Regions from separate parts of the Mus musculus genome. Here regions 2, 3 and 4 are each linked to region 1. Evidence: chromatin contacts called from public HiCAR-type, HiChIP or PLAC-seq and promoter capture Hi-C data. All regions are on one chromosome and are shown on one strand. Each heading gives the region's core, a stretch centred on a gene start, on an enhancer-like site or on the middle of the called end of the contact. The rest is flanking DNA. Distances are from core to core; before and after follow the strand shown. Region 1 holds the start of Zfyve26 (zinc finger, FYVE domain containing 26). Region 2 overlaps Susd6 (sushi domain containing 6). Region 3 overlaps Susd6 (sushi domain containing 6). Region 4 overlaps Exd2 (exonuclease 3'-5' domain containing 2).

Region 1 (6,822 bases), core at 1,223-3,722:
CAAAAAACACCTACAACCCCAAATTACAAAGACCTTAGCAATAATCACTCTGATTTAACAGTACCACTCTCACTACTTGCCCTCGATTCTGCTTATGGCTTCAAGTTTTTTCCCTACTCTCCCAAATATAATATAAACTCTCCAAATATAACATTCTCTATTCATTTGTTTCTTTCACCAATATTAAGCACATGCTATGCTAAGCTTATGTCCTCCCTTTTGCATACTTACAATTGAAGAATGAAGAGACATATATTCAAGTAACTACATTTATGTGACAGGTATTGTAGTTGCTATGTGCACGTGCTACTGAGATAGACAGGGAGAAGTCTCGAATTGGTCTGAAAAAAATTAGGTTGCATGTCACAATCCTACTAAAAGTAGTTCCCTTAAAAGTTAGTTTCATTGCTTAAAATGCTTCATGGGACCATCATATGACAACTTCCAAACTTTTATGATCAATCATATTTTTTTTCAACTTGAAAAGGGCATCTCTTACTTAGCTCTTGTCTTTCGAGCAAAGTTGTCCTCATGTGTAAAACAACGGTGATTCTAATTTCTACTCCAGAGCTGGTGCATAACGCTCAAGGTAGGCACTCATTATAGACATGTGATTCTTCTAACGTGACTATCCACAACGTTAGGTTAGGTTACTCAAACACATATTTCTCCACACAAACCCTTCGCCAACCAGTCACTTCCTCTCGAGTGCTATCTCCACACTTTGCACTTATTTCTTCCTTAATCTGATCTGTGCGTTATTATAGTGTATGCTTTTCTTTCTTCCTGATGTGTGCGTAAGCGCGTACGAGACAGAGGAGACAGCATCTCAGACTGAATTTCTGTTAGGCGCTCAATAAAAATAGTGAAGCAACAAAACCCAGCTATTTTGAGGAGGCTGAGGGGTTAATTTATTTATTGGGCCATTATTATGCGCCAGACACTAGTTTTAAATGCTTCGGATGTTTTTAATAAACACACGAACTAGCCAAGGGATCGAGCCAACATTCGAATCCAGAGATCTGACTCCAGATTCCGCGCTCTTAACACCACAAGTTTGACAGTCCCTAAACTTGCCCGGATGCCTAATTTGCCCAAGAGCGGAGGAAGAAGTATCAAGAGTTAGAAAACCTGACGCAAAACTTCCTAATAAAACAGAGCACCTTACAAGCATCACTCGCCTCCCTAGAGGAAGTCGGAAGCTCCAGGACCCCGTCCGGGTTCCAGGGACGAGCCCCGTTACAGAGTACGTGCTCAACACGCAGGACTCTCCGCGACCCCGGTATCAACAGCCACAGGCTCCAAGAGGGAGCACAAGATAATGAACACACCTTCCTCCCCACAACTGCCCCCTCAGAAAACTCCAGTACCAGGTCAGCAGCGTGGAACTTTCAAAGTTTCCCCCACCCTCACACAATTACCCGCGAAAAGTGCGAGCAGCAACATCTGGGGCTCTGGTTGGTTGGTACTCTGGCGACTTATCCAATCAGAAGCAGGAAAATCTCGGGTTAGCCCAGCTGTATTTTGGGAATTGTAGTTCAGTCTCGAAGGTTAATCTAATTAAATTTTTCCTTTGTAGTGATTGCTTAAATCGAGGAGCGGAACCTTTCAAGACGAATGTAGAGGAGGGAAAACCCTGACTGGAAATTCTTTTCCTCAGTGAATCGCATTTTAAAGTTATTTCCTGGGCCAGAGAAGGTTCTTTTGGGGGGCTGAGGGGTTGGAAAAAGGGTGGGCAATATGCCCTATTCCCGTTTTGGGATGAGAGTTTTGTGTTTCCTTTGCACTGTTCAACACATTTAGATGGTGAAAATGTCCGGGAAATACTAACTAAAGCGTCTCAAACTAAAATACATTGAAAAAGAACCACTCAGTTTAGTTGAAAAAATAAAAGAAGTCAAGTAGGTTTCGTATTTAAAACAGCTGCGTTAAGAAAAACTAATAAACTTAAGAACTGACTTGATTACATGATTTGTGAAAAGCCTTTGCTCACTCTTTGTTTTCGTTTGCAACTCCTTTGTACCGACCTCAGTCTTTCGATGGATATATAATTATATATGATATACACACGATAGAATTAGATAGAATAATGATACAGGAAGATCCAGAATTCCTGTGGCTAACCTATCATCTATCACTGGTTGGCACGGAGAAAATGTTGACATCAAAAACAAAACAAAACAGTGGCGGGTACGGAGCGTGGAACACAGATATTCCTGGCCCCAGCTCCCCCGAAATGAATAACTGTGGATGTTGCGAGAAGGAGCAATCATAATTAGGGAGAGTCCTCAGTCCTGTAGCTAGCGGATCTAACTCTTCCTTAGAGTCCCCGTAGCAATCAGGTGGCATCACGTGATTCAAACAAACACGGCACTTGATTTGCATCTTGCTTCTCCTGAGCCAATAAGAGTGGCGCTCTCTTTCGTCATCGCCGCCCGTTCCACCACTCTTCGCAATGGGACTTGTCACCTGACCGGGATCAAACATGGCTGCTCTGGACGGGAAAATGCATTCGACTCCCGGAGCAGGTGAGTGTAAGGCGCAGGGAAGATTGCGAGGGTGCTGTCCACGACCCCGCTAGGGGGAGCATCCCTGTCCCCCAGCCTCCCGGCTCCACAGTTCAGTCCCAGATTGATCCCCTAATCTTTAGCCTCTGTCTTAACAGAAGGCTCTAACCAAGGGAGTTTTCATCCTTACCAAGGCATCCACCAACCTAGAGATTTGTAGCCTGACAAAATGTTCAGGAGGGAATGCGGAAGTAAATGTATGTGTCTGCACCCCAGGCTAGCAAAAATATTAAGATTGTTATATGTGAGGTCTGCGGTAGAAGATGAGGTACACCCCTTAGAGAAAGAGACGGCTCTCAAAAAGAGATAGTAACAGGTCAAATTAAACCCAAAACAGTCATTAGAAAAGTAAGTTCTGCCGTTTCTTTTCGGGCCAGCAGCTGGTGGTTCATCTAAAGTTTCGTTTCTTCTCAGCTCGTGTGGTGTTTCTAGGGGGTACTTCACGGATGAGAAAATTGAGAATGTATTTCGCGTAACGCCTCTATTTTCTATCTACCTGCACTCTGTGCTGGGAAAATGAGTTACCCATTTGGGAAAGAGGAAACCGCTACAGAGGAGGAACTTTTTGAGTTTTTCTGTGAGTGCCTGCGGAGGGGAGACTGGGAGTTGGCACAAGCATGTGTACCTCAACTACACCGGGGACAAGGAGAGATCCCCCAAAAGGTGGAGGACATACTACAGGCGCTGGTGCAGTGTCCCATTCTGCTAAGGTAAGCGATCCCCGCTCCTACCAGGATCTAAGAGAGGAAGATAGTGGTTCAGTGTTTGTACTCTAGTCTGTGTGTGTGTGTGTGTGTGTGTGTGTGTGTGTGTAGGTTTTCGAGACAGGGTTTCTCTGTATAGCCCTGGCTGTCCTGGAACTCACTTTGTAGACCAGGCTGGCCTCGAAATCCACCTGCCTCTGACTCCCGAATGCTGGGATTAAAGGTGTACACCACCACGCCCGGCTGTACTCTAGTCTTTATGGCCCCCCAGTCAGCTACTATCTTAAAAAGTTAGCAGACGGGGAACACATTTCAATATTCTGATGTTTTATCTGTGTAATGTATTTTACATCTAATGTACTCCAATGGCCATGAATTATGCTCTGCAGCTGAGTTTAAGCCTGACTACCAAAAGGATCCTGAATATCATTTCTTGTTTATTATCCATAGAAGATGGCTTAACTGCATTTTGTCTCCAAAAGACAAACCCTGTTCATTCCTCTTGCTTACGAGACTGATGATGGTGTTGCTCTGACAAAGAGTTGAAAATGCATTGACTTAAAATGTTTTATTGTGAAATAATCATAGACCCACAAAAGGCTGAAGTACAATAGAGTTGGCACAAGCTTTTTCCAGCTTCCCCAGTTGTGACATCTCATTCCAGCTGTGTGTGCTAAAGCAGCAAAACCAGGAAAAGTGCATTACTATAAAAAAAAAAAACTATGCAGTTTTATCCATTCAGGGGTTGATATACGCCCACTGTAATAAAGATACAGAAGTTCTGCACACTACACATGAGTCCTCTCACTCCTTGCTACTCTACTGTATGTTTGCACTATGACCCCTTCTTGCCTCATGAGAACCACAGTTCTCCATCCTAGATCTTATATTAAGTTCTTTAAGGTGTGTACTACTGCCCAAACTACTGACTTAAAGTAAGGCTTATGAATTCCTATAACTAAATAGTTATAAGTGAATCGCTATGAACTCCCTTTATTCTTTTATATTTGATTCATTTTCTGTGTTCAAAAGTACACTTAGGAGCTGAGTATGGAAATTTAACCCATGCATCTCAACTGAGGCAGGAGGCTGGCCATGAGTTCAGGGCCATCCTGGACTACAGTGTGAAACCCTATCTCAAAACAGTGAAGGACAGTGTGTGTGTGTGTGTTTCAGATAACCTTCATTACTGTGATTTTCTCTGTAGGAATATACTTAAAAATAAAACTAAGTCAGGTGTGGGGAGGCTATGTCTGCAGCTCCAGACACTCTGAAAGATGAAACAGGAAGATTGCCTGAGCCCGGGAATTCTATAGCATAGCCAGCCAGCATAGCAGCACTGCAGCTACAAAGCTAAGATACAGTTGGATAAGGTGCAGGCATTAATGCAAGCTGGAAGTTATGGGGCTCTGTTTTGTTGAACTGTTACTTACAACTGAGAGTTTCTCACTAGGACTTACCAGTTCAGCTCTAAAGTGGGCTGACTGAAAACTGAACCATAAATCATGAATCACAAAGGGGAAAGGGTGGGCTAAGACTCGTATTTTACTAAATCAGTCTTTCTTTCTTTCTTTTTAGATGTGGGCCAGACATCAACCCTCAGAGATTAGCCTGGCTCTGGCTTCTTGTATTAGAAAAATGGCTGGCCCCAGAAAAGGTGCGTGGGTTTACATTTAAATTTTTCCCTGAGGCCAGGACTGAAAAGAACTATAAGGAGCTCAGAGATCTTCCTTCTTTCTGTTACTTCCTTTATTTGGTGGTTAGTTGTTGTCTTTCTTGGTGTAGACTGTGGAAATTATTTGCTCATTAATTTGCCCTGGTGGCTTGGTTTATAATATCATTTGGAGTGATGCTGTCCACAACTGTCCAAAAACACCAGAAGTTGTTGTTCTAAATGTAATTTTTCTGTTGTGATGTTGTTGTTATTGTTGTTGTTTTTGAGACAAGGGTTCTCTGTGTAGCCCTGGCTGTTCTGAAACTTACTCTGTAGACCAGGCTGGCCTTGAACTTACAGAGATCCACCTGCCCCTGCCTCCTGAGCCCTGGGATCAAAGGTGTGCACCACCACTGCCCAGCCTAAATGTATCTTTTAGACAGAGTTTTAGGTGGTTGTCTAGCAAAGAGAAATTACAGAAAGACTAGCAGAAATAACAAGTAAGAGAAGCAAAATTGTAAAATAATGAAACCTAGGATAAGTAAGAGTCAGAACTGAAGAGGGGAAAAGAGAACAAAAATGAAGCAAAGTAGAAGAGATTCCGTAGCATCTTCAAAGGGAGGGGGAGATCGAGGCTTTGCTACTGAGTGAGGATCTTGCATTACAAACATGAAGTCCCTTGCACTGAATGACTGACCTTTCCCCTCTGGGGAAGAGGTCTGCTTGCTTACTGGTGGCCTCACAGCTTGCTTATTCTCGGGAAGCTTGCTCAATACCATCAGGTGCTGGGTTTCACGTGCCGGCCTTCCCAGCCTAGCCTGGGAATGGTTCTGGTTTTGGCCAATATCAGACAGATTATCCAGTTCTTAAAGCTCCAGGGGTCCACTTCTTTAAACAGTTACAGGAGTCTTTTTGTTGTTCGGAGAATTATAAACTTTTGTAAGGACCAAGTCTCCGGGTGCGTTTTGGAATGCCACAGAACCTGTTGTGGCTTCATGCTCTAGAAACTCGAAGCAGCTTAGTGTTCCAGGCTCCTAGCGCCTGCCAAAAGCTGCCTTTTAATTATTATTTGAATGAACCATTGATGCTGGTTTTATCCCTTTATTCGCTTTTATCTTCTGTTTCTTTTATCGTGCTGTGGTTTAGGCCTACAAGTATAATCATGTGTATAAAGGTTTAGCTACAGCAATGTGTGCTGATAAGCTGATGCTAAAATCAGGAAAACTAGAAATAACCCTCACGCCCCAAGTTCACAGGATTGCTTATTAAATGGAAGCATATCTATGTGTAATAAATACACTATGCCACTGTTCAAAATGATATAGTAAATGGATTTTCAGTGTCATTAGTAATACTCCTTTGTTGGGGATTCTTTTATTTGTCATAGTTTTTTCTGCATCAAAAATGTATTGCTTTTTTTTTTTAATTTGATGTTGGAATAATTAGAAAATGCACCTTCACCATTTCACTTCCAGTTAAGATTATTTTTAAAACACATAGCTTCATGCAAGCCATGGGTTTCTTTGATTTGGAAATGAAATATGGTACCCTGTGCTAGGCATGCTTGCTAAGTAAACATTAGATTCCCTCCCCTTTGTTTTGTTTTTTTCCCCAACAACTCTTATAGAAAGGATAGAGAAGCTGGGCGTGGTGGCTCACGCCTTTAATACCAGCACTCGGGAGGCAGAGGCAGGCGGATTTCTGAGTTCGAGGTCAGCCTGGTCTACAGAGTGAGTTCCAGGACAGCCAGGGCTATACAGAGCAACCCTGTCTCGAAAAACCAAAAAAAAAAAAAAAAAAAAAAAAAAAGGATAGAGAATACCAAAAGCATGGTTGGATAAAAAGAAAGCTATGAGGGCATGCCCGCCAAGGCTTTCTCGTAACTGTTTTGCACATA
Region 2 (6,822 bases), core at 2,525-5,024, 1.6 Mb before region 1:
TGTTAGGATTAAAGGTGTGCGCCACAACTGCCCCGCTTGTCATTAGTATTTCACTATGCATCCCCGGCTGGCCTGGAATTTGCTATGTAGGTCAGAGATCTGTGTGCACCACCACTCCCAATTGTTTTTAATTCAGTCCTCACTGCCTTCTTCCTTAAATACATCTTTCCTTGTGGTGCTAGGGTTCAAACTTCTGAGGCCTTTGATGATGCCAGGGAAGTGCTGTTCCATTGACCTACATACCTCTCCCCCCTTTTAATGGCAGGGTCTCACTGTAGTCATGGCTGGCCTTGAACCCCCAATCTTGCTTCTGCTTCTGAAGGGTGACATTAAAGGCATACAACACACTCCTGGTCTTCCTACAGTTCTGTCTAGCTTTCCTCTGTACTGCTGGCAGTGATCTGTGTACCCCTGAGATGTGTTTCCCCCTGCATCCAGTCACCTAACAGCTCTGTGTTAAAAGTACTGACTGAATTTACCAACTTCTATCCCAACAGCCATCTTCCTAGAGATCCTATTGTCATCCACCCAGCTCACTAGGGTCTTATATCCCTACATCCATCCTTTAGATGCAGTCAGAGTCCATCCCCTAACCCCTTCAATTTTAGTTAATGCTATGGCATTAACTGAGACCTGCCAAGGTGATGTCCATGCCCATAGGGTGTGCAAACATCCCTAGTGGGCTGTGGAGACTCCCCATTCTCCATATTACCTCCTTGTGGTCCAAGTCACTGTCTCCTCAAATTCAGGAGCAAGTTCTTTCTCTCTCCTTTTTCCTTTTTCCACTGCCTAGTATGCAACTTTCTATACTGCATGTACCATACACACGCGCTGTCCTTTGTGCCCAGACACAGACTGCACCATGCTCAGCCTGTCTAGGCTCATGGTACCGGTCCTTCACACACCTAGCTGTGTTTCATCTGAAGGCTTGGAATGCCCCATCCCATCTTCTTCTAGGTTCCAGATTATATCAATCATGATGCACTTGTTAATTGTCTCCCCTCCTGGCCCAACTGACATTCTACATTAGCCCAACCATATTAGGATCAGATGCTCAAGTGTTTGGCACCCCGAGAGGAAAGCAGTTGATCAAGAGACAATGGTTTTCTACTGGTGATAGTTGGTAGTCCTTCTCCCAGGTCACCCTCCCTCTGCACTGCCCTCAATGATCTGTGCACCCCCAAGATGGCCCCTGATCCAATCAATCACCCAACTGTCGGTTCTATGTTCTTAATGAGCACTTTCTGAATCTGTCCCGTCTCCATACCTGCCAAGCAGCCTCTTCAGACCTAGAGCATCCTCTAGTCATGAGCTCTTGCCTGCTTCCACTCTTTGTGTGTGTACAGTGTATGTGTGTGGATACACAAGCAGAGGCCAAAGGATGGCACTCTATTGCTGTCCAACTTTATCTTTTCCTGAATAAGGACTATGAACCTGGAGCTAATTATGGAGGCTGGCTGGCCAGCAAATTCCTGAGTCTGTCCTCATTTCAGGAACATACCACCACACCCAGCGATTTGTGTGAGTTCTGGGGATACGAACTCAGGTCCTCACGCTTGCAAACACTCTACCAACTGAGCCGCCTCTCTCCTCCTCTTCCTTCTGTGGTGCTGGAGACTGAACCTAGGGTCTCACACATGCCAAGCTAGCACATATAGCCTTAACCCCAACACCTACTCTCTTCAATCATCTAGAGTTCTGAAAAACTATTTTTGGGAAGGACTACATCTCACATCTGCCTTCATAAGAATTTTTATTATTATTTAGAAATGCAGTTATATACATAGAACAATTAAAATTAAATTAAACTTTGTACAAATATTAAAATACTATCTTCATACCCACTGCAATGTACAGGATACCAAAAAATATATATATAAAATAAAATAAAGCAAACCCAGATTGATTGACATCCTGCACAGTCAATTAAGCATGTGTTGTTTAAACCATTTTATGAGTACCATTCTGCAAAGGATCCCATAGTGGTGCACAGCCTTAAGAAGCCAGGCCAGTGTGGATACAGCCATGCAACCCTCAACTACTTCCTCTCCCTACTTGGCAATCCAAGTGCTCTACTCTGCACCCTCATGGTGAGCTCTGCTGCTGGGTGAAGGACGGGTGGGGTGGGGTGCGCTTTGTTCAAACTCTACTAGGTTTTCAACTGCCTAGTAAAATGCCAAGTAAAATATTCTCTAAGGCTGCAGGAGACCCAGCAGGCCCCACAGAGAAGGCTCTAGCTGTACTGTCAGGCGCAAGCATACCTGGAATGAAGCTGTGTGGTAGGCATGCTGTGTGTCCCTTCTTTGTTCTTTAAGGAGGGGGAAGGGAGGAAGGATCTAGAAATGTTTGCAGCATATTCCATTTTCTATGCTAGAATGTTCCTCAGAACAGAGGAGATATTGTTATGCAGGAAGCCAAGTGACTCAAGAGCTCTGATAGGACTGGGAGGAAAAAGGCCAACTGCCATCTATCCCAACTTGGCCACTCTCAAAGCAGGAAAAATATACCTTTGTCTGTCTTGTAGCCTGGCTTCTTTACAGAACTGTAAAGCTGGGGGTGCAAGGAGGGCAGGATGAATGGGGAAGACAGTATGACTTTAAGTTCTCTTTGCAAATGGAGTGCTTGAAGAATGTACATTGAAATGCCTTATAAAACCAAACGAACCCACAAAGTGGTCAGGACTCCGCCCATTTCACAGTTCTCACACAAAACACAGAACTGGGCAGGTAGAGCTCACCTGTTAAACTAAGGCATGGAAGGACGGAATTTTCTATTTATTTATTTCATCATTCTGGCCCTTGAAAACTGATAGAATGTGACAGCAAGTCACCAGGATATAAAACCTGCATTGAGTCAGTGTAAGTATGAAAAAGCAAAAACATCTCCCAAACCAAAAAACCCTGTGTAAAAGTCCTTTGGTGCTGACTGCCTCTTTTGGACAAGTCTCAGGATGTCCCTGGAGGTGAGCCCAGTAAAGTAGGCTGCTTAGTTTCTTCCCACTTGCTCGAAGCTTCTTCCTGCCCATCCGCCTGCCACCTGCCACTGACCCTGTTTCTAGCAGGCTCCACTTCAAGGCAATTAAGTCCCCAGTCCGTCTGTAATGGACAAAGCCCAGATGCCCCAGAAACCACAGCACATGGCTAATGGTTAAGAAATTGCTGTAGAAGAAAACAATGCAGGAAGAAGCCACAGATGCCAGCAACAGGTGTGAGACCTCAAGAACAGACCTTCTAAAAGCCTGTGACAAGAGGATGGGGAACACGGGTGCCCTTTATCCTTCAGTTAGGCAAGCCTGGGCCTGTGATTTCCCCACAGCAGGCTAATGAATGCTGAGAGAAAACGAGGCACCAGGAGGTTCTTTTTCCCAAGGCCAAAGCCAGGCACCTACAAGGCTAAATAATAAGCCAAAGAAGTGCAATCTGTAAGGGGCAAAAGCCCAGGGTAACGACACAGAACTAAAACAGAACTCAGATTTTAGAAGAGCAGTAAGCAAAAGAGGCAGGCCCATTCAGAAGACTCGTGTTCCTTGCCCAGTTCTCCCTTGAGGGGGGTGGACACCACTGAAGCTGAAGAAGCGCCATGGTGAGGTGGCTTGGGGCCTTGGAACCCACCCCCAGGTAAGCCTATGGCAGCACCTGCTAGGGGTGTTCTAGTCGTCTAGTCTAAGCACCTTTTCCAGCTCATTCCTCAGCCAACCATACTTGTCTGGACACTGGGCACACTGGACTGGCCTCCTGGGTTAGTGTGGGAGTGGCCAGCAGGGACAGCAGACACTGCCCTTACCCTGAGAGGAGATGAGGGTGTCAGGAAGCCAGGCATGACAGGGACTAAAGTGCATTGTGAATGGAGGCAGTTGGCTAGGAGAAGTTATTCCCCTATTTTTGAGGCCACAGATGCCTGGAGCTAACCCTGTTGTGTCAGGAACTATAAATATACTGGGCTTTTATTATTTTTACCACCCCAGAGAGGCTCATCACAGGTTCAGTCCAGGACTGGCTCTGAAGAGTTTCCCAGCCCCAAGGCTTGAGGAGGAGAAAGAAGAAGAAGAAGAAGAGGAAGAAAAGGAAGAAAGGAAGAAAGATGAGAAGAAAAAAAAAAAACACACACATTCCTTGATACCACATCTGTCTTCTCAAGATGGTAGAAGCCTGGTGGGGCTCAGTTACCCAGACTTGTCAGCATTCAGTACAGGGCAATAGGAGGCTGGAAATGGCTGGAGCATTTCTTCTAGGCTAGTACGTTCCCACTCCCAGGACCTGTATCTCAGGTTTCTGGGTGCCCACCATCTCTATCAGCTGGCAGGGAAAATAAGGAGTGGCTTTTCAACGATGACGTGTGGAAAGGCAGGGAGGAGAGAACAGAGTGGGAGCAGTGGCACAGCAGGCCACTTCCTGGGCACAGTTACTAAGGCACATGACCGTGGTGAGGAGGATCCTCAGGACCTGCCGGAGCTGCCTGCAGCCACCGGGGACTTGGTCTGTACCTATCAGCCTCCCCTCCATCACCACAAACCTAAAAAGGGGCAACTTGCCCAGACTGCCAAAAGCCAGATGAGCTTTTGTTGGCATCTCAGCAAATCTCAGGATTCTGTGGGCTGCAAGGAAGCCAGAGCTACCTAGGACAAAGTCCAGGAAACAGCATGCAACTTCCCCTTATCCAGGAACAGAAACCAAGGCCAAGGCAGCCAGTGCTGGAAGCAGGAAGTGAGAACTTGAGTATTAGGAAGACAATCATTATCTGACACCTTTCCTCCTTCCCACAGGTCTTCTGGGTGCTTCTTAGAAACTCTCAAAAGAGCCAGGAACCTGCACGAGAGCTGGTCAGCGAGTGCTGGGTGGCTTTGGCATGACTTCCCAAACCTCTGTCCTCAGTTAAGGAAGATGCCGCCATCAGTGTCAACACACAGGGCAAGCTCAGGGACCCACATTCTGGACCCAGCATGAGCTATTCCTGCTTTGAGTGCCTTACTACTCTTCAATCTGTTTCTGCAGCCTCAGGCCTGGCCCCCGGGTACAGGTGGCAGTAGCCACTAAGGCCTGTGGATAGCAACCCACCTGCACAACAGGGAACCTGGACAGGGTGGGGAAGGCACAAGTAAACACAGCAGTGCTCAGGCCCTCATGGCTGCGGGGCTGCCACCAAGAGCTGGCTGGAAGGGACCCAGAGGCTGAGGGGAAGGGGAGGTTCAATCCAGCGCATTCAGACACATCCCTGACAGACAGATGGGAAGGCTGGGCCAGGCAAAGGGCCAGGTCCTCCAGCTGTCCAGTGGGCAGATGGTGAGAATCTTTCTTGAGTATCCATCGAGGTGGCCTGCAGGCTCTCAGGTACACAGAGATACACAGGTGGCAGTTCAGGCATCCAGGTGGGGCAGCTAGAGAGGACATGGTACTCAAACCCACAGGAAGAGAGAGGACGGGCAGAGAGGACAGAGGCCAGCGGCAGCCCTCATGCTTCTTTCAATAGTGGGATATCTGTAGAGACAGGGAGGGAAGTACAGCAGTTACCTAAGGGTGTCTCTCAGTATCTCTTCCAACTCCACCCTAGAGAGTCCCAAACAGCGCTCATTTAAAGAAATAAAACGTTCTGCTGTACATGTCTAAGCTAGTCAAATTTTCCTGCTTTCTATTTCTGGCCTTTCTGCTTCTATTCTCCCACTGCCTGTACGATAAAATCCCAATGCTAAGCCTGGTATCCAAACACCTTCTGGTCCCACCAACATAACCCTGATTCTGTTCTCTGCTGGTCTAGTAACTTTTGATTCTTTTCTAACCTTGCTCTAAGAAGTTTCAAAGTTCTCTTTAAGTTCTACCTTTTTAAAAAAGCTACCTGTCATCTGTGTGAACCTGGACAAATCATTTTGGACCAAACCAGTGGGTTTTGGTCTTCTCATGTCACCAGAGGGGAGAAGTGCTAGACCCATGCTTTAAGATCTGGAATCTGTCTTAACAACACTGGTGTCCTCATCATGGCATGAGTTCAATTTCTTTTCATTATTGTACTTTTAAAAACTTCATTATATATTTATCATTCCTTTTAACATGTGTACATCCACACACTACAGGAACTACTTGATGACGTGCATCTATACCTGCAGGTCAGAGAACAACTTCTGGGAGTCAGCTCTCCCATTCTACCATGTGGGGACTGGGGACCAAATTCAGATCATCAGGCTTGGTAGCAAGCGCCTCTCTCTGCTGAGTCATCTTGCTGGCCTTATTTCTGTATTTGAGAGCCGGGGTCTGTGCAGTCCAAACTACCCTTGACTGTGGTCCTTGTCTTAACCTCTGAAATGCTGACTGCAGGCCTGAGGCACCATATCTGGCTAGCACCACAATTATTGATTCCATTATTTCTCTAGTGCAGGCCTCACTGACTTTCCTACTGATACTCCTTGCAACAGAGAGAGTACTTCCTATTTGCATCAGATCTGAAACCTCATCCAGCACCAAACACAAGATATGGCTTTCAAAAAGTTTTGCTCAGACCAGGTGTAATGGAACATACTTTTAATTCCAGCAGAATACTTTTAATTAGAGGCAGAAGCAGAGCAATCTCTGGGAGTTTTGAGACCAGTTCTCATTTACACAGTGAGTTTCAGATAGCCAAGGTTACACAGTAACACCTGCAATCAGCCACTTGTGGCTAGGGTAACAGGATAGTAGTCTCTGAGCCAGCCTGGGCTATGCAGGAGCCCTGACTCTGAAAACATCAACATCATCAACAACTACAACAACAGCTCCCAAACCAAAAACTTGTTTACTAAACAAATAAGTAGCCATCAAGAAAGAGCTGGGAACCTATGTGCCCTTAGCCAGATTT
Region 3 (6,822 bases), core at 2,126-4,625, 1.5 Mb before region 1:
CATGATTCACAGCAGAGCTGAAAGGAACAGGCTCCAATACTCATTTTGCAAATAGAAATTCAAGAAAATGATTTGCTCAATCTGAACCCTCACAACTCTATGTTTCCAGGAACCAACTCTACTGCAGTTCAGCAAATATGTACTAGCTGTCTTCTATACAAGGTTTGGGTAATCACAGAGATCAAATGTGATATCTTGCTCTCAAAGAATTTACAATATGCTGGTGAAGTACATCCTTATCTACATCATTCAAATTGTTACAAGGACCTAAAAGAAAAAAAATATTTTATAGTGCTAAGAGGAAACAAAGAAATGAACACAAGTGCAGCAGCCTTTTCCTTTGGGTTTGCTATTTCTGACATGGAGGAGGTGTTTCCTGCACAGCTATAACTACTCTGAACACTAAAATCTGGTTCCTAAATATCCTCTCCAGTGACATATATAGATATGTATTTATTTCTTGTTACCAGACAGAAACATTCTGTGATTTTAAGCAGACACAATGAATTGTTCCCCTCTTTATCCTAAAAAGTGATGAAGAACTAAGTTAAGAACAAAGACTTATAATTATGTCCGGGTTGGGTATGTATGAGCTGTACCCTGAACTCAAGTACAAACTGGTGATCACACTTCTAAGAGAATCTTTTGCAGGCAGAAATTACTTATTTGCAGTGATAAAACAAAAACAACAAAACAAACAAACGAACAAAAACTCAGAATACCAAGTCACCTTTTAGGACGAAGAGGGGAGCAATTCATTGTATCTGCCTAGAATCACAGAATGTTTCTGTCTGGTAACAAGAAATAAATACATATCTATATATGTCACTGGAGAGGATATTTAGGAACCAGATTTTAGTGTTCAGAGTAGTTATAGCTGTGCAGGAAACACCTCCTCCATGTCAGAAATAGAAAACGCAAAGAAAAGGCTGCTGCCCTTGTGTTTACTTTTTAGCATCTACGTGGATGGCTTTCCAAAGGCCCTCAAGTGGGATGATATAAACAGGTCTGTGTCACTTCCTGGTTCTCAGGCCTTCTGCTACATTCCCAGTCTGTCTGGGAAGACTGCCTATTTAAAAATAAACCTTTAAAGCTCACCAAAAACTCCAAACTTAAACCATCCTTTCCTTTATTTCATTCAGTTTCACTGAAATTAAATGGGGTAAGAGAGCAATAAAGGAGAGAAAATAATCAGAGAAGGAATCTTTGAGTTCAAAACAAAACAAAAACTGTGCTCAATGAAAGTCAAAGTCGGGCTGGAGAGCTGGCTCAGCAGTTAAGTGCACTGACTGCTCTTCCAGAGGTCCTGAGTTCAATTCCCAGCAACCACATGGTGGCTCACAACCATCTGTAATAGAATCTGATGCCCTCTTCTAGTGTGTGTCTGAAAACAGCTACAGTGTACTCATATAAATATAATAAATAAGTCTTAAAAAAGAAAGTCAAAGTCAAGAGAAGTGGGCTCTACTTATGTATCACCACTAACTGGAAAAACTGACCTTGAGCAAGCAAAGATAATTCATCGCTGCACAAGACGGGCTTCCAGTCATAATCCCAGCATAACTATCCAACCTGCCTGAACCTCCGGTTCCTCTTCTGCTTACTTATTTCACCTACATGGCTTTTCTGCACTATATAAGGAAAGGAACACAAAACACTTAGCATAATGCTGGCATGAGTCATCAAAAATGATAGTTACTATTATTAATACAGGGCTGGAGAGATGGCTCAGCAGTTAAGAGCATGACTATTATCACTAATACCTATCCTTATTATTGTTATCATCATTTGAAATAGAGGGTTGGGACAGGTGAGCTCTATTTGGAGAGCATCTCTGTTCTAAATTCTGTGATTCTTAGTTACTTTCTCTTCTTTTTCTCCCATTTTTCTTTTTAAGAGTATTAGACAAGAGAAGAGAGATAAATTAGGCAAAGTCTGAGTTAAACAGCCTCAGCATCTATGTTAGAAACAGTAGGAAATGAGCAACCCAGAAGGAAATCCACAAGTAAGTTAAAATGAAATAATGGTATGTATCACTCTCCAAAATGAAAAGACTTGTATATTTTTCTTTTATTATACTCATAGCATTGTGACATATTCACCCACAATGCACTATCATGAATGCCAAGGACAACATTCCCCTGCCAGCAGACTTCAGCCACTTTATCTTTCACTACATAAAGGTCCCCAGCAGCCCTTTAAGGAAGTCCTAAAAGATAGATAGCACAGTAGCCAATCCCACTCATTTCTACTGGTTAATCCTACCACTGAGGTTTTGTTGTGGTGGTTGTTTAAAAGTTCTCTTTCTCTCTCTCTCTCTCTCTCTCTCTCTCTCTCTCTCTCTCTCTCTCACACACACACACACACACACACACACACACACACACACAGAGAGAGAGAGAGAGAGAGACAGAGACAGAGACAGAGACAGAGACAGACTGAGAGAGAGAGAAAGAGATAGATGCATACTCCTCTTCTTGGGGTGGGGGATGTAGCTCACTCATTTAGTATAGGGCTCCCTAACACTGCCTAAAATATGGTCTGACGGAGCATACATACCAGTAATCTCAGCACTTAGGAGGAGGTGAGGTCATCCTCACCTATATATCAAGTCCTAGGCCAACCTGAAACGCATGGGACCCTATCTTTAAAAAAATTAAAATTAAAATTCCCATACTATCCCTACCTCTTAGTAGTTTTCATTCATAATTTTATGCCAGCTGAGAGCCTCCAAACTCAGAAGTTACTAAGAATGATGAGGGCACATTACTTTCTTCTTGCATTTTTTCCTTCTCTGTACAAAGCTGAAGAAATGCAAGCTTGACCCACAACCTTCCAAGTAAGTAATTCAGTCCATACATGTTGTTTGAAGATGTCTCAGGAGGAAAAATGGAAAACAGGGTGATGAACCTAAAGTTACAAGATGATAGATAGAGGCTCATCATTTACATCTGAAAGAGACCCAAAGGTTCATTTCTAAAGGTTTTTATTTCCCTGGTTTTTCTTTCTGCAGTGCTATTTATATTACATGAAGATTATTCTCAAGGACCAGGGCTAAAGGACAAAGCACTCACAAAGTAAACAAAAACTCAGCAAAGGCTCTCTAGTAGAGTAGTTAGAAGGCAGCATCTAGAACAAAACTAAGACCTGGATAAAATGAGACATAACATGCATTACACAGAAGTCAGAGTTGGGGAGGCAGCCCTAGACTCATCCATATAATTAGTCCCTTAAAAAATAGGCTGCTGCTCACCCACACTGATTCACAACCGCTTCCCTTGCTCAGGTCACTCACAGGCAGCAGATGGCCCTAGCCCTAGGCAGATGGCTGAATATGAACAGGACAAAACTAAGGCCCATCCCTGATTACAAAAGTGCCTGGGGGTTGGCACAGCTCAAAATCAGCAGCAGCATCCAAGGTTCTCCAGCACCCACAGAGCTCATAAAGAGACTGGGTAAAGAGTTTAGTTAGGGAAAGACCCAGTACAACTCTCAAACTGGCCCAGGAGTGGTCATACACACCACAATCTAAGCAGTGTACCAGCAACTAGGGAAACAGTGATGACAGAGGTGGGGACAAAAGGAAGTTTGTCACAGTGACAAAGGTGGTGCTCTCAGGAAGTTCTCTAAAATGTAAGGGCAAACAAGTAAACAGATGGCAGTACAGTGGGGAAGTGCTGAGTCCAGGGCAAAAACAGTAAGGTAGGCCAGAGACACCCAGAATGCAGTGATCCAAACAGACCCTGGCTTTATAGATGTTACCTAAACAGACATGAAAGAGGTAGAGAAAAACATAAGGATCATTCCAAAAAGAAACAACTTAAGAGGCAAAAGAGAATTGGGAATCACTCCCACCTTTGCTGCTAGCATGAGACCCTAACCATTACTACCTAAAATGAACTATAAGGCCATCTTATCATGTCCTATCTATTCAATTTAATAGAAACTATAACCTCAGCATGAGCTGCAACTTGCCTAGGGACACAGGCCTGAGTGCCTAAACCAGAGCCCAGTTCTCTCACTCAACAGTTTTCTCAGGTGTTTCCCAATCAGAATGTGACTGCTAACTAAATCTTCAAGGACACATATCAGCCACAGGTCTGCTCTCCCTGGGTTAGGTATATTCTAAACACTCCTGGAAGGGCACTTGCTGAGGCCGCTCTACCAGATAAGGAACTCATTAGGAGCGCCAGTGTGGCACGAAGAGCTCATGAGAAAATAGTAACAGGTACCTACCTTCTCTTCTGGAAAGAAAGCAGCAAGCATTTGCAACAGAACATGAGATAGACTGTCTCTGTCTGTACAGATGCATCACACACACACACACACACACACACACACACACACACACACACAATTTAAAAAATGGGACCCTTAGAAATGTAAGACTGAGGGAAATCTGTTAGTACATAACAGGATATGTGCAGGCAGGCTTAATTAAGACTCCACAGCCTGTTTCCCAGGAGCCTACCTCCTTGTCTAGCTAGTCATATTAACTTAGCTATGAGAAGCAGTCACTATAGAGAAGTTACCCTTGGGGGTGGGCCATCAGTCTAGCAGACAAGTCTTTAATGTCAGCGCCCAACTGCCCTGTCACCTCAACCTCTACTTTCAACAGCAATTACTCTGTGACCCCAGCTCTCAACCAGGCTGCCTACTTTGGATCAGAGTATATGTAAGGTAAGGTGGAAAAGAGTATCTCTCTCTCTCTCTCTCTCTCTCTCTCACACACACACACACACACACACACACACACACACACACACACACATCTAAACAGACAGGAAGTACAGTTGTTCAACTGCCAAAGCACAGTTTCTGTTCTGATTATAACAAAACAAAATTACATGTCAATATCTGTGCAGAGAGGGGACTGGCAACAAGGCTCAGTTGATAAAAAGAGCAAGCATGCTACTAAGCTTGACAACCTAAGTTTGATTCCTCAGACCTACATCACTATTTAGAAAGAACCTACTCAAAGTTGTCTTCTGACCTCCATTCACCCTACCCCATGCACATAAAATACTTTTTTTTTAATGTGCAGAAAGAGGCCAATAAAGATCAAATCTATTTACTATCCCATTCTGGCTGGTGATCCTATACTCCAAGACCTTGAAGCAAAGGTATGATGAAAACATCTTAATGATCAGAAATCTTTGCAGCCTCCCTTGCTTATAACATTTTAAATTATTAAGAAAAATAATTTTTACAAAGTAGTAGTCTAATTCACAACTTAATCAGTGTACCTGATACTATATATAATCATCACTACTACTAAAGAACTAAACTTCATCACAAAATGCTGCAACATTTAGGTAAATGCAAGTCACTCTCTTTTTAGGCAGAATAGTACAGGAAGAGGCAGCAGCATTTTTCAAAGACACGGGATTCTGATAATCATTCACTAGCTTATCTACGTAACAGTAGGAGAGCTGCTACCCAAGAGTGCACTTGCAAAAATAAAGGATCTGCAAAGGTAAAGAAAGAGTTGAAGAAAGTCTTGTGAGGAAAAAAATTGACACTAGTTTTATTTCCATGTAAACGACAACTCCCTGAGTTCTGTCTATGCAACTACACTTTCTACCTAAATTCAGCAAACTTAAAGGTACCCAAGGAATTTATCTGGCTGAAGTTGGTCCTTGCTCACAGTTGTTACAAATGTTCCACAGTCATAGCCAGTTCAGATAAGAGAAATGGGGTTTGGGAGTAGGGATGGGTCAACATGATGCTTAAAACTCTACTCCCAAGTCAGAAGTAGAAGGTACTACTTTTATTTTATTTTATTTATTTTTATTTTTTTTTTATTTTATTTTTTTTTTTTTTTTTGGTTTTTCGAGACAGGGTTTCTCTGTGTAGCCCTGGCTGTCCTCGAACTCAGAAATCAGTCTTTCTCTGCCTCCCGAGTGCTGGGATTAAAGGCGTTTGCCACCACGCCCGGCCTACTTTTAATTTTATGCAAGATTCTATTAGTTGTTAAAAACCTAGCATAGGCCTTTGTATAACAAGTTCAAATCTCCAAGCTACCCAGATAAATGCAATTCAATGTCAATAATACAAATACGTAAATCCTTACTTAGTCTGACAGCTCTGCTTATTGGTACTCCTATCTAGTTCCTTGAACTATAAACTTCCCTGTGACTAAGCATTTTTTCACACCTTCTATTGGGGTGATTCACCACAAAAAGGAACTAGAGCAAATAGAGGCCCCTGCTAAGAGCTCCTAGCAATCTAAAATAAATGTATTTTCTACCCAAACCTTTCAGCTTCTAGAAAAATCTCAAGGTAGGACAAACTTGTAATACTGTGCCTGTTCTTGCCAGTTTCTCTTAGGTGTTGGTCCCCAATATCCTAAAAACTCCAAATGGCACCCAGTCTCCCGATCCTTGCTCTACCCTCTGAGAACACCTGAAATTCTGTTAAGACCCATGTTTGCTGTTTTATCATTTCCTAACAGTCTTCTCTAGATAGTTTGTAAAATACATAGAAGGCACAGACCTCAAACTCATCAGAACTTTCAACAGAGTTAAGGTGACTGCAGATTCAGATAGCAAACAACCAAAGCAGGCATATCTATCTTAATACTCTATGTGGGTGCAATAATGTTGAACTGTAAAGTATGAAAACGAGGAATGAGCAACAACTACTTATGAGTTATGAACAAAATAATGAAAAACAAAAAGAGAAAAAAGAAATTACTCTGAACCAAGATAATCAAAGAGGGCCTTCTAAAGGAAAGTCAGGAAGCTGGACATAAAAGCTTTGATGGCTGGGAAAATGCAACAATGGTATATAGCTGTAATCCAGCTCTCAGGAGGCTGAGAC
Region 4 (6,822 bases), core at 1,505-4,004, 1.2 Mb before region 1:
CTGCTAAGTATGAGGACTTCATGTTCTTCATGTTCATAGCTGTCTCAAACATAAAATGTACAACCCCTTAAATATTTTATTATAGCTTGTTTAGTCTGGAGGAGGGGCACACATGTGCATGTGGAGATCAGAGGACAACTCTGAGAGTCAGTTTTGTCCCTCTACCATGTGGGTCCGGAAGACTTAACTCAGGCCATTAGGTTTGGCGGCAAGTGCCTCTACCTGGTAAGCCATTAAAGTTACGGGCCTAAGGTTGCAGGTTGCACTAGGGTTGGTGACAAAGCATGGGTAAATACTTTCATCTCTATTCCAACTGACAAATAGAAAAGTGAGCAAAGGGGAAAAGAAGAAGAAGAAGAGCACAAACAGAAGCACAGCGCAAATGTCATAAAGGTCCATTAACGCTGGGTCTCTGCTGCCTGACTCAGGGTAAAGCTGGGCTCTAACTCTTCAACATCAGGGAACATGCGGGTTACCTGGCAGAATAGCCCACCCCCAGGGGCTTCCTCTTATGCTTCCTGGGGTCTCTCCCTTGGTTGTTGCCTGGCACCATTCTATCAGTCTTAGCCTTCCTATTTCTCGGCTTCAGCTGCGACTCCAGTGCTTCCCCATTAACCTCTTCAACCAGCCGGCCAAGTCCTTTGCTTCGGAATGGGATGTCTACCATATTCCTGCATCTCTCCAAGGCTTTTTGCCAGTTGATTTGGTCCGTACTTTCCTCTTCATAGGAATCTCTAGAGAAAGGGTATCCAAGAAGATGGAGAAAGAGAGCCACTGAAATCTGCGCATCCCTGGCAGCATAAGTTACCTGAAGAGAAAAGCCAGAGGTCAGTGGGATATGGAAGACAAGCCAGGCAGAGTACCTTCAAACTCAATTATAAACGCTTTGGAATACCACGCAGGGTAGCTTTTGCTTAGTAGCATAAAACCTTGGGTTTGGCCAAACAGTGGTGGCGCACGCCTTTAATCCCAGCACTCGGGAGTCAGAGGCAGGCAAATCGCTGAGTTCAAGACCAGGCTTAGTCATTAAGATTTATTTATTTAATTTATCTGAGTACACTGTAGCTGTCTTCAGACACAACAGAAGAGGGCATCGGATCTCATAACAGATGGTTGTGAGCCACCATGTGGTTGCTGGGTATTGAACTCAGGACCTCTGGAAGAGCAGTCAGTGCTCTTAACTGCTGAGCCATCTCTCCAGCCCCTAGAAAATAACCTTAATAAAGCCATTTTTCATTCACCACCACCACTAAAAAGAAAAAATCAGAAAACAAAACAAAACAAAAAATACCAAGTTTGGTGGCACATACATTTAATCCCAACAGAGGCAGGCATTTCTCTGAGTTTGAGGCTAGCCTGGTCTATATACATTTCCAGGTCAGCTAAGACTGCATACAAAGATCCTGTCTGTTTCAAGGCACAAAGAAGTAACTTACTCAGGGTTACAAAAAAACAGAAACTGCTATGGAAAACAAACTAGATAATTCATTGCCTAGAATTCTGCCACAGGTTTGTATTAACCTAAAACACAAATTTTCCTAAATTTTCCCTAACGTTTTGAAAGGATGAACTAGTAACTGGCTTGAAGACAACTGAAGGTTGAGACCTAGACAGAATATCTGAGAAAGGTCAATGATGAGATGGAAATGACCGGAAGAAACCAAAACCAGAACCAAAACCAAACCAACTTTCAAACACTTACCAACTGTGTTCTGCACAACAGGGCCAAGAAACTACCTCTTCCAGCATCAAAATAGTACAGATGTAAATCACAGGGGTTGGAGAGATGGCTCAGTGATTTAAGAGCACTGGCTGCTCTTCCAAAGGATCCAAGTTCAATTCCCAGCACTCAGATGGCAGCTCACTGCTGTAACTCCAGTTATAGAGAGCTGACATTCTCACACAGACATACATGTCAGCAAAACACTGGTGCACATAGAATAAAAATAAATGCATCTTTTCAAAAAATTTATATCACATAATGGCTAAACTGAAGGCCCTACAGACAGCTATACAAAATCCTAAAGGATTACCTCTAAGGGTAAAAGATTAAAGGATTCCTTTCTGGAGACACAAGCAGCCAGAGGGACGAGATGCTGAAAGCTTCTAAGAAAGTGTTTGATGGTCTAGGAAGGTATTTTGATGTTGATAAATGCAAGTTATGAAGGATTTATCTTTTTTGTAAACTTAAAAAGATTGTTATAAGCTTCAGGAAAGACACTTGAGTCAAATGGATTCAAGATGAGTACTGTCAAGTAACGACCTGTTTCCCTCCCTACCTGCCTATTCCTGGGGGTAGGGTAGGATCTATTTCCCTTACCCTGGTCCTGGGACCCCCCCACCCCTCCTCCAATTACCAAGACCATAGGCCCAAGAGTTTCAAAATACACACCCAAGAAAAAGGTTTTCTCATAAACTCCTTAACTTTCTCTCCTGCCCCTAACATCGAGGTGTTTCCTCAGAGCCTGCATCCAGGAAAGCTCTAAACCAGTTATTCACACACAGGTGCTCTGGCCTAGCCTCACAGACTGCTTCAACTGGGCCTACACAGCCCTCCCCCCAGACAGGCCAGTCTGGACAGCAGTGAAACAACCAGTTCTTCCTGGACTTGGCCCACATCCCATAACGGTGCCCCAATGTTAGCAGGAAGTAGGGGCTGGGATGTTTGGTTTAGGACCCCGGACAAGGGACTGAGGTGCATATTTTACATATCAAAGCAGACCTGGCCTCCATGTTCTCCCAGCATCCCTCAGTTCCTGTCTGGCATACCCTGCACCCAACCCTGAACTTTACAGCCCGGGGGGATCCTCCCTCTGTAAACTAGACATTTGGTCTCATTTTTTCCTTCTCGGCTCTCTCTCTATGCACTCTTGCCCTTTCTCCCCCCAACCCTCACCTCTCTCTCTTCTCATGGTGACTCTCTTAGCCTCAATCCTTGGGGCCAGTGAACTTGCCACAGAGCAGCTTCCTAATAAACCTGCACTTAATATATTCCAATCTGGCTTGAATTGGCTCATTTGACTGGTGGCAGAGAAATAACCTATCAGATACACAATTACTGACCCCTGACTAACTACAGCTACTGAAAAGGAGCCCATCAGCCCCCAAAGTCCTGCTGTAACTGCTCTGTACTCAACCCACTACTTTTGTTTGTTGGTTCATTTTTGTTTTTCCAAAACAGGGTTTCTCTGTGTAGCCCTGGCTGTCCTGAAACTTGATCTATAGACCAGGCTAGCCTCAAACTCAAGATATCCGCCTGCTTCTGACTCCCAAGTGCTGGGATTAAAGGTATTTGCCACCATTGTTCAACCCAATTCACTTGATGATTTTTAAACATTAACTACTGCAAGGTGGTGGTGCCTTTAATCCCAGCACTCTGGGGGCAAGGGCAGGCAGACTGGATCGCTGTGAGCTGAAGGGCAGCCTGGTCTTGTTTGCTGACAACTGACCCAACAGAGTCAGGTCTTTGTGCTTGGAGAGCTCTCTCTAATTGGTCCCCACCTTTCCTTCCAATTTACTAGCCAACTGGGATTAACATTTAAAAAGGCAACCCTGGGTCCAGAGAGATGGCTCAGCAGTTAAGAGCACTATCTCTTCTAGGGGTCCTGAGTTCAATTCCTAGAAACCACATGGTATCTCACAACCATCTGTAATGGGATCCGGTGCGCTCTTCTGGTCTGTCTGAAGATAGCTACAGTGTACTCATATACATAAAATAGAAAACTAAATCTTGGCTACCAAGAGCTGCTTTTATTTTCATTAAATATGTCCTCTATCTTCTGCTTACTCCTAATTGTGTACCTCAATATTCTTGGTCAGGAGACAAGAACCAGACAGGAAGCCAGGCGTGGTGGTACACACCTTTAATTCCAGCACTAGGGAGGCAGAAGCAGGCGGATTTCTGAGTTCGAGGCCAGCCTGTTATACAAAGTGAGTTCCAGGACAGCTAGGGCTACACACAGAAACCCTGTCTCCAAAAACCAAAAACCAAAAAAAAAAAAGAACCAGACAGACAAGAAAATTTCCAGCAGTTACAGCTGTGAGCCACCCTGCCCAGCTCCATGTGACATGATTCTATCAATATTCATCCATGCTAAAGTTGAGAAACTGGCACATGAGAAGGAGCTCTGAGGAAAAAGAGGTGATGCAGGGAACGGAAGGAAAGCAGAAACCCTTCCCACTCTGTGTCAACAGCCTGCAGCCTAAGCAGAGACAGAAGCTGTCTCAATAGAGTGTGCTCAGGGTGCAGCTAAAGGTGCTGGCTCGGCAGCTTTCCTACCAGACCTGTGGGAAAGCCAGGGGCAGCTACAGTGAGTCTGTATTCCTACAACTCCCACCCCAAGACACGAGACAGAGGCAGGACACTAGGAGACTGTCTCAAGGATCAATGCGGGGGATCCAATAATCCAAAAAGAATATGTTCTTTAAAAAAAAAAAAAAGGAGGATAGTAAATGTCAAAGAAAATAATCTGGCTGGGCGTGGTGTTGCACGCCTTTGATCCCAGCACTCCGGAGGCAGAAGCAGGTGGATTTATGAGTTCGAGGCCAGCCTGGTCTACAGAGTGAGTTCCAGGACAGTCAGGGCTATACAGAGAAACCCTGTCTCAAAAAAACAAAAAACAAAACAAAACAAAAAAAATAATCTGAGGATTCTTTCCTGAACTGGAGACAAGAACATCCAGACAGAAAGGGTCCACTAAGTCCTACTACTGTGCATAAAATCTGGCCTCTACTCATGTTTAGCATCAAGGATTTCACACAAGGAAGGAAAGAACTTCCAGAAAGAACAGTCACACACTCAAATGTTCAAAACCAGAATACAAGGAGTACAGCCTTAAAAGTTCTGCAAGAAAATGGCTTCTGCCCTAAACTGCTATTAGGCATACGACTGGCTAAGAGAGGGAACTCACTTGTCCTTTCAGACATGCAGGGTAACAAGAGGACAGAGCCATGGGACTTAGACAAACTTGGGATCCAGTATGGAAGAGAAGTGAAGGGAGCCATGGACAGACAGAAGAAGCGAGTTTCAGACTGCAGTGTGCAGCAGATCTGCAGAGCCAATAATCCTGAGCAGAAAAGAGCTGCAGGAAGACAGCAGAGGGCCATAGAGAGACAATGGTGGGTCGGAGGAAGAGAGCAGAGGGCAGAGCCATAGGGGAATACCAGAGGGCAAAAGGACACAGGAGGACAGCAGAGGGACGTAAGGACAGAACCATAGGAAACTGGGCATGTGTGTTTAGTCTCTCAATGCATTTCAGAGAGTCAAGAGCTGGGGTTAAGTCAGTAGTGTGCAGAAAACTAAGAGAACAAAAGTACAAATCATATATCCTGGGAAAACAAAGTATTATTCTTGATGAACGTGGAGTATCTATTTATACTGCAGAGATGTGTTAGGGAACAAATTCTTGTTTGAGACTCAGGAACTGGAAGAACCCTAAGTCATATATATGTATAAGAAGTCAAAACATACTACGTAAAAATAAGAAAGAATGATACATGGATATAGTCTAAAAGTACAATGGTAATTACCAAAAAGAAATTAAAATGGTCACCTCTGGGTAGAAGAGCAAAAGAAGGAAGGCGGTGGCAAAGGCAGAGAACTGCTTACTGTTTCTTATGAGATTTATAGCATTTTAAAAAATGTTTATGCATTTGTATTCCTGGAAAAAAGCACATTTTCTGACACATTAAAAGTAATACACCATAGGGACTCTAATGTCATTTAAGCAGCATGACCATTATTGTCTTGAGTGTCACTTGACAATAAGTCTACTTTAAGGCCTCTCTGCCTGATGCTTGCATTGAAGACTAGAACCAACTCCTCTGATCACAAGTACCTGGTCTTCAGTAAGATTCTCAGCATCCCAGTTGCTGCAACGAAGTAGAAGGGACTTGTCAAGTGGGAAGTTCAAAATAGTCTCAGCAAGTGATTTCAGGCTAAGCCCATTACAGAGTATATTGTTTCTACAAGAAATAAATAAAACCATGTATCAAAACCAGGCAAATGGCATAGGAAAAACTTTAAATGACCAATAAAAAGAGGGCAAATAAACATGAGACATCAAAGAAAATGGTGATTTGCTATCAGATTGCAGTGTTTTGTTTTGTTTTAAAACAAGTACATCTAATATCAATAGAGCATAAAAATCAATTAGGCTCATACAAAATGTGTAAACTAGACATCTTTATGATTGTTATGAAAAAGTTTAACAATATGTAACTATCAAAAACTCAAATACAAACATTCTCTGATCTAGCAATTGCTTTTCTGGGAGTTTATCCAAAGGACAATGATACTTAAGTAGCTATTCACTGCAACACTACGTAGCAAGGAGAAGTGTAAACAGACTATCTTTCCATGGTGCTCATGCCTAATGTTCTCATGTGTGAAGAAAAATGACAAGGCTGTTTTCCCGGGGGGGGGGGGGGGGGGAGACGGTAAGAGTATAAAAACAAGCAATTGTTTATTGTTTCTGTTCTTCAAAACGTCCTGATTGAAACTGCTGCAGGGTGCTGGAGAGATGACTGAGGACCCAGACTGGTTCCCAACACTCACATGGCAGCTCCCAGCCATCTGTAATCCCAGTCCAGGGAGTCTGATGCCCCCTCTGGCCTCCTCAGGCACTGCACACATGTGGAGTACTTACACAGATGCAGGGGAAACACTCACACACATAAAGTAAACATAAATAAATCCTTTTAGAAATTGGTATGGGGTAACAGAAAGGATCTTCTTGGTCTTCTGAGATTAGAGACTAACAGAGAGATTTATATGGAATTCAGAAAACATCAGTGGGCCAGGGAGCTAGCATAGGGCAAAGG

Evidence for each region. Promoter capture Hi-C pulls out the DNA fragments that hold promoters and counts their contacts. HiCAR-type assays count read pairs that join an accessible place to other places. HiChIP or PLAC-seq counts read pairs in DNA pulled down with a chosen protein or histone mark.
Region 2: a contact with region 1 is called in a HiCAR-type map of astrocytes, with 2.7 times the contacts expected there. The contact joins the enhancer-like site here to the promoter of Zfyve26 in region 1. A contact is called at or near these places in 4 of 39 promoter capture datasets (the HPC-7 cell line, embryonic stem cells, liver and 1 more) and 1 of 115 datasets of contacts at active chromatin or transcription factors (astrocytes).
Region 3: a contact with region 1 is called in a promoter capture Hi-C map of liver, with 3 times the contacts expected there. The contact joins the enhancer-like site here to the promoter of Zfyve26 in region 1. A contact is called at or near these places in 5 of 39 promoter capture datasets (the C10 cell line, hippocampal neurons, liver and 1 more) and 2 of 9 other capture datasets (liver and macrophages).
Region 4: an H3K27ac HiChIP or PLAC-seq map of embryonic stem cells shows a contact between it and region 1, with 5 times the contacts expected there. The contact joins the enhancer-like site here to the promoter of Zfyve26 in region 1. A contact is called at or near these places in 11 of 39 promoter capture datasets (the 3T3-L1 cell line, the HPC-7 cell line, cranial neural crest and 6 more), 4 of 115 datasets of contacts at active chromatin or transcription factors (astrocytes, embryonic stem cells and large pre-B cells) and 1 of 9 other capture datasets (embryonic stem cells).

The regions. Positions count from the first base shown.
Region 1 is chr12:79,291,932-79,298,753 of GRCm38.p6, reverse strand. It overlaps Zfyve26 (zinc finger, FYVE domain containing 26), which reads left to right and starts at 2,472. Exons shown (of 42, transcript NM_001008550.1): 1 at 2,472-2,528; 2 at 2,982-3,277; 3 at 4,850-4,928. The coding sequence starts at 3,084. It overlaps Rad51b (RAD51 paralog B), which reads right to left and starts at 1,472. Exons shown (of 11, transcript NM_009014.3): 1 at 1,422-1,472.
Region 2 is chr12:80,875,748-80,882,569 of GRCm38.p6, reverse strand. Susd6 (sushi domain containing 6) reads right to left here. Exons shown (of 6, transcript NM_178682.4): 6 at 1,737-5,474. The coding sequence ends at 5,449. Among named protein-coding and RNA genes, the nearest start is that of Gm23298, 32 kb to the left of the region's middle. Within about 2 kb of position 3,774, at least 46 of the 459 cell types and tissues checked have an H3K27ac peak or open chromatin away from gene starts, as enhancers often do. A contact at or near this core is called in astrocytes, where this site is marked.
Region 3 is chr12:80,813,369-80,820,190 of GRCm38.p6, reverse strand. All of the region lies in intron 1 of Susd6 (sushi domain containing 6), which reads right to left. Among named protein-coding and RNA genes, the nearest start is that of Susd6, 26 kb to the right of the region's middle. Within about 2 kb of position 3,375, at least 113 of the 459 cell types and tissues checked have an H3K27ac peak or open chromatin away from gene starts, as enhancers often do. A contact at or near this core is called in liver and neutrophils, where this site is marked.
Region 4 is chr12:80,483,388-80,490,209 of GRCm38.p6, reverse strand. Exd2 (exonuclease 3'-5' domain containing 2) reads right to left here. Exons shown (of 9, transcript NM_133798.3): 4 at 5,838-5,964; 5 at 477-808. Among named protein-coding and RNA genes, the nearest start is that of 2310002D06Rik, 20 kb to the left of the region's middle. Within about 2 kb of position 2,754, at least 8 of the 459 cell types and tissues checked have an H3K27ac peak or open chromatin away from gene starts, as enhancers often do. A contact at or near this core is called in embryonic stem cells, where this site is marked.